2 separate regions of the Mus musculus genome follow, and region 1 is linked to region 2. The links are chromatin contacts, called in public Hi-C maps. All regions are on one chromosome and are shown on one strand. The core of a region is the stretch at or near the end of the contact, and the rest is flanking DNA. Distances in the headings are between cores, read along the strand shown.

What was found. A called contact is a pair of places that touch in the nucleus more often than the background predicts.
Region 1: a contact with region 2 is called in a Hi-C map of bone marrow-derived macrophages, with 10 read pairs. The contact joins two enhancer-like sites. A contact is called at or near these places in 3 of 39 promoter capture datasets (hippocampal neurons and liver), 1 of 484 Hi-C or Micro-C datasets (bone marrow-derived macrophages), 1 of 115 datasets of contacts at active chromatin or transcription factors (embryonic stem cells) and 1 of 9 other capture datasets (embryonic stem cells).

The regions. Positions count from the first base shown.
Region 1 is chr10:13,933,617-13,939,010 of GRCm38.p6, reverse strand. No RefSeq gene overlaps it. Among named protein-coding and RNA genes, the nearest start is that of Hivep2, 30 kb to the left of the region's middle. Within about 2 kb of position 3,185, at least 3 of the 459 cell types and tissues checked have an H3K27ac peak or open chromatin away from gene starts, as enhancers often do. A contact at or near this core is called in bone marrow-derived macrophages, where this site is marked.
Region 2 is chr10:13,026,234-13,031,702 of GRCm38.p6, reverse strand. No RefSeq gene overlaps it. Among named protein-coding and RNA genes, the nearest start is that of Sf3b5, 21 kb to the right of the region's middle. Within about 2 kb of position 3,257, at least 14 of the 459 cell types and tissues checked have an H3K27ac peak or open chromatin away from gene starts, as enhancers often do. A contact at or near this core is called in bone marrow-derived macrophages, where this site is marked.

The sequences.
Region 1 (5,394 bases), core at 1,936-4,435, 910 kb before region 2:
TACAGGAAGTTTTTATTGGCTAAACCTTATTAAAAATTGAGTCTGCATTCCAGTATCCTTGGAGATACGCATATTTGCCCCCTTGGGGATATTGAGTTGTGAGATCATAAGTATTTGGATGGCTACTGACATTCTCAGAACTTCTCTCTATATGTCAGACTGTTCTCCTCATTCCACACATGTGAAAACTTCCTACTTTTTTAATCGATGGAGGGAAAAGGTCACAGACTTCGTACTTCAGGAAGACAGACTGAAAAATGAAGCCATGGCCCAGGTCTCCAAGGATTTTACCCTACTGTAGTTTTGAAGATGCTGTATAAAATGAAATAAACAAACAAACAAACAAACAAAAAACCAAAGTCAGTGTCAATGACCATCACAACAAACTATGTTTCAAAATCTTAAAACCAGAAAAATCACAAAATTGAGGAGGGTAACACATTTTATAAGTTGCTTGTCCTGCATTTGTAATTTTCTCCCTCATTTCAGTTGTATGTTGTTGGCTACATGTCAAGAATATTTATATTTTTTTTAATACAAAGAGAAGAGTAATTTAGTTATAGCCGTTCTTCTGGTAGAGTTTCTTTTCTTTTCTTTTCTTTTCTTTTCTTTTCTTTTCTTTTCTTTTCTTTTCTTTCTTTCTTTCTTTCTTTCTTTCTTTCTTTCTTTCTTTCTTTCTTTCTTTCTTTCTTCTTATTTTTATGGCGTGGTTTCTGACTCATTCTGTAAACCAGAAGGTAACTGTAGCATTACATCTTCATGGCTTTAGGTGAATGAGGGGAAACCTCTATTATATTTCTTTCATAGATGATTGGCCAAGCTGCTACGATTTTGTGACACTGCAAAGTCTATTTTTCTTTCCTTCCTTTTTTTCCATCCCTCCTTCCTTACTTCCTTTCTCATTTCATTTTTATATTTTATTAGTTCTTTGGAATTTAATTATGTATTTTGATAATATCCACCCCTTTCCCTCCTCCTTCTAATAGGTCCCCATTATCTATCAATCACCCTTGTATCTGCAACATTTTCTTTTTCTTTTAAAGGCAGCAGGTACAAATAAGTTGCCAACAGACTCTTGGATTTGTAGTCCTCATTGAAGCCTCAACTTAGCAGAGTCTGCAGTCTTAATTAAAACCGAGTCCCCCCTTCTCACAATATCTAATTACCAATAGCTCTTCAGCTAAGGGTGGCACTTCCTGTCCACCTCCTGTCTCTATGCTGACATTTTTGTCTGATTTGATCTTGTGTGAGCTGTTTCAATTGCTCTGAGATAATATGTGCAACTGTTTTATGATGGTAATCTACTGCTTCTGGCTCATACAATCTTTCTGCTCCCCCTTCCACAGTGACCCTGAGCCTTGGGAAAGGGTGTGATTTAGGTGTCCTATTGAGGGCTGAGCATCCCAGTCTCTTATCCTCTACACCTTGACCAGTGATGGACCTCTGTGTTAACTATGAACTGAAAAATAAACAAAGTGTTGTCAGATGCACTAATCTATGGGTATAATGATAACTCACTACAATTGGTTTAATTCCATGTTCATTTAGCAGAATCATTGTAGTAGATTCTCCCCTAGGGCCTATGTCTTGTTTAGCCAAAAGTTCTAAGTCCCAACATTAGTACAATTGTGGATTGCAATTTAGGGAGCGGGCCTTAGATCAAAGCAGAAGTGGTTTGTTAAGCCCATTGAATTCTTGCCAGTACTGCACTGATAAACATGTCTTCCCAGGACAGTCGTTGTTGTCCCTGACAAGGTTCACAGCTGGTCAAGGAAAGTGCTGATTTCTCTTCTCTTCTGTGTCTTGTGCCTTTCGGCACCATAAAGGCTGAGCAGGAGGGACAAAACTTCCAAGTCATCACCGTCTTGACTTCTCTGTGTTCTAAAACTCAAGTATGTGGTTTGTCTTCAGGAGTTGGATCTTAACATCAAGTTCTAGGGAATAACCACAGACAATGGTAACACACTATAACATTCGTGGAGGAGGTACTATGGGACTTAACTGGCCATCAACACCAAAAGACATAACCCATTTCTGGCACTAGAATTTTTACTTACTAGCCTATGGTGTTCAGTCAAGACATGGCTGTCTCATTATAGGTATATAATTCCATAAAGATTTTTATGTGTATATATATGTATATCTTTCAGGAATCTTCTACAGTAGTAGGTTCCAATGAATTTTTAAAAATGTCTTTAGTGTCAGTTATCCTTCTCAGAATCCCCTCCTCTAACATTCCTTCCTACCTCTCTTCCCAATTAACCCCTCTTATTCCATTATTCTCCATTAAATCTTTATTTTTCTGCATTCTAGCTCTCCTTTCTTGAAAGACCACTCATTATTAATTTCCTGAAGATGGGATTTGCAAATGAAAAAAATACCTATCTAAAGAGTACAAAGTTAACATCCCCCCCACCCCGCCCCGTGAGAGCAGGCATACAAGCCTTATCTTTGTGGATACAGGTTATGGCACTTGGAAAGAAGTTTCCATCTTCATGCGTTTAATTTCAGATTTCATGTTTTATTTGTCTTAACAGCTAAATGACATCCAATTGTGTAAATACAGAACATTTCCATTATCTATTCATCAGTTGGCAGACATCTAAGCTATTTATATTCCCTAGCTATTGTGAACAAAACAGCAATAAGTGTGGATACACATGGATCTCTATGCTAGAAGATAGAGTTGGTTAGATATCCTGATACTGAAGGCATGAATACTAACAATCCACAAATGAGATCTCATAAAACTAAAAAGTTTCTGCACAGCAAAGGACACCATTATTGGAGTAAATACAAAATGGCAAATACAACATACAAAATGTTAAAAGTTATGTATGAGCTATACATATGGCAGATGGTTAATATCTAGAGTATCCAAAGAACTCAGAAAAATTAAACACCAAAACAAACAACCCACTTTTAAAATGGGGCATGAAACCAAACAGATAGTCCTCAAATGAAATACAAATGGTTGAGAAACATTTTTTTAAATGCTCCTCACTCTTTAGCTCTCATGGAAATGCAAATTAAAACTACTTTGAGATTTCATCTTACCCCAATCAGAATGGTTAGGATCACAAGTACACATGAGAAATGCTGAAATGAATGTGGGGAAAGAGGAACACTTATTCACTGCTGGGGGCGTGGGGGGAGTGCAGACTGATGCAGCAGCTATGGAAATCAGCATGTGGAGGTTCCTCAAAAAGCTGGAAATAGATCTGCCACACAATCCAGCTGTACCACTCTCAGGCACATACTCACTGTACATTTTCTTACGTATAAATAATTTGAAGTACTCTTTTGGTTGATGATATTAATTAACCAGCTTGCTGTTGACATCTTTGTTATAAAAAAATATGCCATTAGCTGCATTGTTTTCTATCAGTGTCAGGATTGTGTAACAAATCTGCAATAAAATTTCCAGCGAGGTCTTGTGGTATACTTGCATGAATAATCACAGCAAAGAACAACCAGTTCATGAAATGCTCTTTCTCATGAATTATTACTTGCTCCGTCGTCTGAAAATGCTTCCGTTTGACTTACATGCTACTATCAGAAAAATATCTATGAAAATTAAAATGAAGCATTTATGGCTGATCAACTTTTTGAATAACATCTTAATATTTTCTTTTCTTTTTCATGTATTTGAATAGATAGTTTAGAACTGTGAATGTTCAGTGTGCAGTTTTAAAGTCTTCAATTACATTAGTTAAGGCAAACCTGGATAAAATACTTTTGTTAGCATTTTTAAAAATCAAGCTATACTCAGCTATTAAAAACAATGAATTCATGAAATTTTTAGACAAATGGGTGGATCTGGAGGATATCATCCTAAGTGTGGTAATCCAATCACAAAAGAACTCACATGATACACATGCACTGAAAAGTGCATATTAGCCCAGAAGCTCAGAATACCCAAGATACAATTTGCAAAACACATGAAACTCAAGAATAAGGATGACCAAAGTGTGCATACTTTGATCCTTCTTAGAAGGGGGTAACAAAATACTCATGGAAAGAGTTACAGAGACAAAGTTCAGAGCAGAGACTGAAGGAATGAACATCCAGAGACTGCCCCACCTGGGGATCCATCCTATAAACAACCACCAAACCCAGACACTATTGCAGATGCCAACAAGAGCTTGCTAACAGGAGCCTGATATAGCTGCCTCCTGAGAGGCTCTGCCAGTGCCTGACTAATACAGAAGTGGATGCTCACAGTTATCCATTGGACAGAGTACAGGGTCCCCAATGAAAGAGCCAAAAGAAATACCCAGGGAGCTGAAGGGGACTGAAGCCCCATAGGAGGAACATCAATATGAACTAACCTGTACCCCCAGAGCTCCCTGGGACTAAACCACCAAAGAAAACACTTGGAGGGACTCGTGGCTCTAACTGCATAGGTAGCAAAGGATGGCCTAGTCAGTCATCAATGGGAGGAGAGGCCCTTGGTCCTATGAAGGTTCTATGCCCCAGTATAGGGAAATGCCAGGACCAGGAAGTGGGAGTGGATGGGTTGCGGAGCACGGGGAGGTGGGGAGAGGATAGGAGATTTTCGGAGGGGAAACTAGAAAAGGGGATAGCATTTGAAATGTCAATAAGGAAAATATCTAATAGAAATATCTTTAAAAATTGAGCTATAACGTACATTTAATAAAACATGTCACTGTACATTTTACAATGTACAAGTCTTAAACTTGATAAGTTTTGAATAAGGCCTTGTAACCATCACCTAAAGCAAGAAGGAAAACATTTCCCCAGCCCTCAAAACTTTTTGGGCAATTCTTTCATCTACCCCATACCCTGAGCAGACACTTCATGATTTCGGTCACCATAAAACATTTTCCTTGCACTTTACTGTAATTCTACAGTAAATAATCATTTGTGTTCCCTGACTTGTTTAGAATGATTGGAGGAACAACCATGTTGTTGTATGTATTGGTCATTTGCTCTGTTTTATTACTAAGTCTAGTTGCATCGTATAAACATACTACAATTTGTGTATCCATTCTCCTAATGATGGGCATTTGTGTTCTTTCCATTTGGGGCTATAATAAATAAGATTGTGTTGGACATTCTTGTGTAAAGCACTGTGAGAAGGTATGTGTTCATTTCTTCTGGGTAAGTACCTGAAAATAAAATTGCTTATCAAAAGATAGACACAAGTCAAGTTTTGTTAGAAACAAGGTCTCTGTATTTTAATATTCCATCTATAAGGAAAAGAAAAAACCAAAGCATCAATTGTTGCATCATACCAAGAGTGGCCAATGAATTAAGAGTTCCATAAAAACAATTTTAGGGGCGGGGACCACAGCCCAGTGATGGAGCACTTGCTTGGTATACATAGACAACGCCCAGTATTTAATGCCAGTATCACATTCTCTCTGTCTC
Region 2 (5,469 bases), core at 2,008-4,507:
ACCTTTTGTTTTTATATACTTCAAAAATCATACCTTATTTATTCACTCATCCTGTGTATGAGTTTTTTGTCCATGCGCAACATGCATGCCTGGTGTTGAGGGAGGCCAGAAGAAGGTATTGCCCTTGAACTGGTGAGCCACCTGATAAAGGTGCTGGTACCTAAACTCAGGTCCCCTGCAAGATCAGCAGGTACTCTTAACCCTCCAGCTGAATCCCACCATTATTGTATGCCACCATGTGGATGCTGAAGCCAGGCTCTTTGGAAGAGCAGCTAGTACTCCTAACCACTGGGCCATCTCTCTCCCCCACTTTAAGACCCAGTTTCACTAAGTTTTCTAGGCTTGCTTTGACGTCACTATGTTTGTAGACAGCATTGAAATTTTAATCCTCCTGCCTTCAGCATCAGAAGTAGCTAGGATCCCAGCCCATGCCATTGGACCCAACTGCCTGATTATATTTACAGCTGTATTATGTCAGAAGTGTATCATGTACCATAATACTGCTATCATAAGAGCATCATAAATACTGTTCACATATTGCATGTGTTATTACTGAGTTAAGAGGTACCAGTAATTCTTTTTTATTATTGGATATTTTATTTATTTACATTTCAAATCTTATCCCCTTTTCCAATTCCCGCCCCCAGAAATTCCCTATCCCATCCCCCCTCCTCCTGCTTCTATGAGAGTATAGCCCCACCCACCCACCCACTTCTGCCACCCTGCTTTCTCATTCCCCTACACTAGAGCATCAAGGATGGGACCAAGGGCCTCTTTTACACTGATGCCCGACAAGGCCATCTTCTGCTACATATACAGCTGGAGCCATGGGTCACTCCATGAGTACTCCTTGGTTGGTGGTTTAGACCCCGAGAGCTCTGGTTGGCTGATATTGTTCCTAGAGAAGGACATTCTTTCATTCCTTTTCATGTATAGTGTTTTTGGCTCCAGCTTTGGAGAACAAATCAGGGTCTTGAGCAGGTTAGGCAAGTGTGCTTAACACCAACCTAAACCTTCAAACCCTAAGGGAAAGGTTGAAGGCTAACGTTACCAGGTGAAACAGATTCTACCCAAAGACTTCAGGGTCTAACATCTTCATCAGTAAGTCGGGTCAAAACAAATTCATTTTGTCCCTCTAGAACTTATTTACACACACATATGCACACACACACACGCACACACACACACACACACACACACCTCTCACAGGAGGGAGGGGATTTAGAGGCTGCAGAAGCACACAAAGGGGTGCCTGAACCCCAATGTTTGAGGCACAGGCTTCATACTGGAAGTGGTAATAAAAATCTAATATAAAAACACAGCTGATGATTGAAAAACAATACACTATAAACATTAAGTGGATTTTTGTTGTTATTTTTTGGGTTTTGGGGGATTTTGTTGTTGTAGCTTTGGCTGTCCTGGAACTCGCTCTCTAGACCACGTTGGCCATGAACTCAAGAGCCTGTCTCTGCTGGAAGGGGGTTCATCGCATGAGACTATGACTACTTTCTACATTTATTTATTCAGATTATTATATTTCTTTTTAATTAGACCTTTTGGGGCCTCTCATAGAATCTACTGATTTTTTTTTTCTGTACTTTCTTTCCTTCATTTTATTTTATGTGGTTTTGGTGTTGGGATTGAGGTCATGAGCCGTCACTCCAGGCAACATAAGGATGTATGTAGTCAACAGTATCCTGCTACTGTTAATTTCCTGACTTTAATATTCCATGGTCCTAAACAACAGCCTTCTTATTTTCAGAAAACACACACACACACACACAAAACAAAAACAGAGTTACTTGTGGTAAATATTATTGGTAAATTTGCAGGGGTCTCTGTTACAAAGTGACATAAACTACGTTGTTTAAAACTACAGAAATTCTGTTAGGGATGCGGGTTGTCTGGTAAAATGCCAGATTAGCATGGAGCCCTGGGTTCCATCCGAGCAACACAGACAATCTGGTGTGATGGTGCACACCTGCAGTACCTGAACCTGGGAGGTGACAGCAGGTGGTTAGAAGTTCAAGGCCATCCTTGTTATACAGTAATTACTTAGCTAGCCCACAGTCCTTGAGAGTCTCTCAAAAAAACCAACCAACTCCAACAACAGCAAAATCACCAAGAATCTTACTGCCTTACTATTTGTGAGGCCGGGGTCCGCAGCTTCACACTCCATCCCCGGGGAACCCCTGGCCTGCACCTTCTGTGCCCCTACTTTGCTGAAAACCTTTGTCTTTTCCTTGGGGCTACTTAATTCCAATATCTGCTTTGATGATCACATTACGCTTTTCCTGGTGTGCTGGTCTCTGTATGGTTACCCTTACAACAACTAAGTAAGTCTACAACAATGTCTTTTTACCCCTTTCTGAGGTATTAGAGATCAGGACTTTAATACATTTGTTTAGTACAGGAACAACATTCCAGCCAACAGTAAAGACCAGTTGATACGAAAGCAATCTTTGAACATGCATTTGCCTAGTAGCCAAGAAAAAAAAGAAAAAAAAGTTCTTTAAAGGGTGAACTTGGGTGCTGGGCGTGGTGGCGCACGCCTTTGATCCCAGCACTCGGGAGGCAGAGGCAGGCAGATTTCTGAGTTCGAGGCCAGCCTGGTCTACAAAGTGAGTTCTAGGACACCCAGGGCTATACAGAGAAACCCTGTCTTGAAAAAAAAAAAAAAAAAAAATGGTGAACTCAGGTGAAGGACTTAGACACAAATACTGGGTCTGTCCATTTCTGCCTGCTTCTCTGTGGGTTCTCCTGATTCTCAGCCTCACACCCAAAAATATAAATATAAACATAAATATATCTCTACCCTCCATATTTTCAGACCCTCATAATGCTTACACATTGTTATTTTCTCTTTGTATCTGGGAGCCTCATGCTCACCTCCTCCAAGGTCTCCAGCCCAGCTAACAATCTCTTGTGGTCCCTCTACTGACTTCGAAGTCAGAAAAAGCCAGATAAAGTCTTGTCTGTGGATCCAGCTGAAAGAAGTGTGAGAAGATTTAGATAGGTAATGATTTTTGTTTTCCTAAAAAGAAGAGAGAGAGAAAGAAAGAAAGATAGAAAGAAAGAAAGATGGACAGACAGAAGGAAGAAAAGAAAAATGTTCAATAAAGTACCATGAAGTATTGTCTACATTGCTAAAGTAAGTCCAAATAACCATGACTGGTTCTGGCTGGTCTAGACATGAGGGAGGTCTAAGAGAAGGAAACTGAAGCACACACACACTCTCCTCAAATAAAGTAAACAAAACCTCACAAGAGAAAGGAAGCAGAAAACAAGATTTGCTGACTCACTACCCTAGGGCTTCCAAGTTAGTCCTTAATATAGAGCAGCTGAAACCAGGAAGAAAAGTCCATGTTGCCTTGTGGTTTGCCAATGCCTCACTCCTCTCATTGGTTGGGGGAGAAGGGGAATGACCCCAGATATGATTGAAGTTAGAAGTTTGCTGTGGCTCTAAACCCTCAGGTCCCGGTATTATACAGATAGTGGATATTGCAGTGAATCTGGGTATATATGCTTCCAGGTTAACTCCAGATAAGGGATCTCCAAGGCTTCTGATTGTACAGGTGGACGCCTTTATTCTCTTTACTTGTTATCATTTCATGTGTGCCATCACTATCTAGAATGTAAAATGAGTGTATACATGAGGGTGGCCAGTCTAGCTTTCTCTGAACCCTGTCTTCCGGACAGTCCAGGCTGAGATGGAAATCAGGCTCCTCCTGTCTCAGCCTCTTGAGTGATAGGACTACAGACGTGTACAACACTTGCGGCTAAATATCAAGTTCTAACTATGAATGCCAAGGCTCTTCCTTCCCCTGGCTTAGGCTGTCAACTGCGGTTTGAAAATATTAAGTGGGAGAGGAGCCAGCAGTGAGAAGGGTTAGCACGTTGTACTTGACATCAAGCCTTGAAGACCCAAGTTCATGGTGCAAGGAGAAATTTACTCTTGCAAGCTGTCCTCCCATTCATTCATGTACACACAATTTATACATGGATAGATGAATATATTAAACATTTAGAGAGTTAAATGGTAAATCCCAGAAACAAAGAACTCATTAGTATTAAACGGATTTTACTGTGTATAATTAACGTTGGTCTATCTTATTATTATAAGTTATATTAAAAATTTGTTCTACCAAACATATAGATTAAACTTCTGTAAGTGTATATATTGAAAACATATACGAGGTTCCATTCTATCTTAGCCTCACATATCTAGTGGGCAGCTTTAAATGAACATAGATTATCAATGTATGTATATATATATATATATATATATATACATACACACACACTCACTCACACACACACAAATATGGTAATATAAGAGTATACTTGGGCACTAAACAAAGAAAGAATTTTAAAAGCAGTAAGGGAAAAAGGTCAAATAACATATAAAGGCAGGCCTATCAGAATTACACCAGACTTCTCACCAGAGACTATGAAAACTAGAAGATCCTGGGCAGATGTTATACAGACCCTAAGAGACCACAAATGCCAGCCCAGCAAAACTCTCAATTACCATAGACGGAGAAAACAAGATATTCCATGATAAAACCAAATTTACATAGTATCTTTCCACAAATCCAGCCCTATAAAGGATAATAGATGGAAAACACCAATACAAAGAGTGAAACTACACCCTAGGAGAAGCAAGAAAGTAATCTTTCAACAAACCCACACAAACATAATTCCACCTCTAACAAGAAAATTAACAGGAAGCAACAATCACTTTTCCTTAATATCTCTTACTATGAAAATTAATATTAACAACATATTCTAATTGATTGAAATTCAAAAATATGAGGAGTTAGAAATTTGTCAGTTGTCATCCCGTGGTCTCTCTAATTTGGCAATGGAAGAAATAGGTCCAATATTGTACAATCCATATACACTTTCTGCTTATTTGTACATGTCAGGGTCTTGCTGTGTGCCATATAATGGTCTTGAAATCATGCTTCTCCTATCTCAGCCTCTCTATTAGTAGGACTATTTATTTGATGTTTTTACACTATACTATGGTTTTCAGAACAGCTTACACATTTCAAAATTATTTATACAGCCAAAAGAAATGTAGACAATTAATTTGGGAGGTGGCTTGTAAAAGAACAGTAAAGAGTGAGACTGAAGGCTTTGCTTGATATTGATAATTATTGTATCAATTTTGAAGAAGATGACTTTATAAATTACTCTTATTCTGAGATGAATGCTTTTCAAAATCATCACATCCAATGAACCAGAATCTTGCCCTCACCTAACGTCTGTGCCACCCTCCAAGCAGAACCATTGCTCACTGAAACAGTTGATGAATGGCTTCATGGATAGACCATCTTACTACACACACCATTCCTTAAATGAATGTGACCTGTTCCCTGTGGGCTGAGAATGACGACAATCACTCAAGTCAAGTAGCTTTGACAGTAGCAGGAAATCTGTATCCAAAAATCGTGCCTACAATTC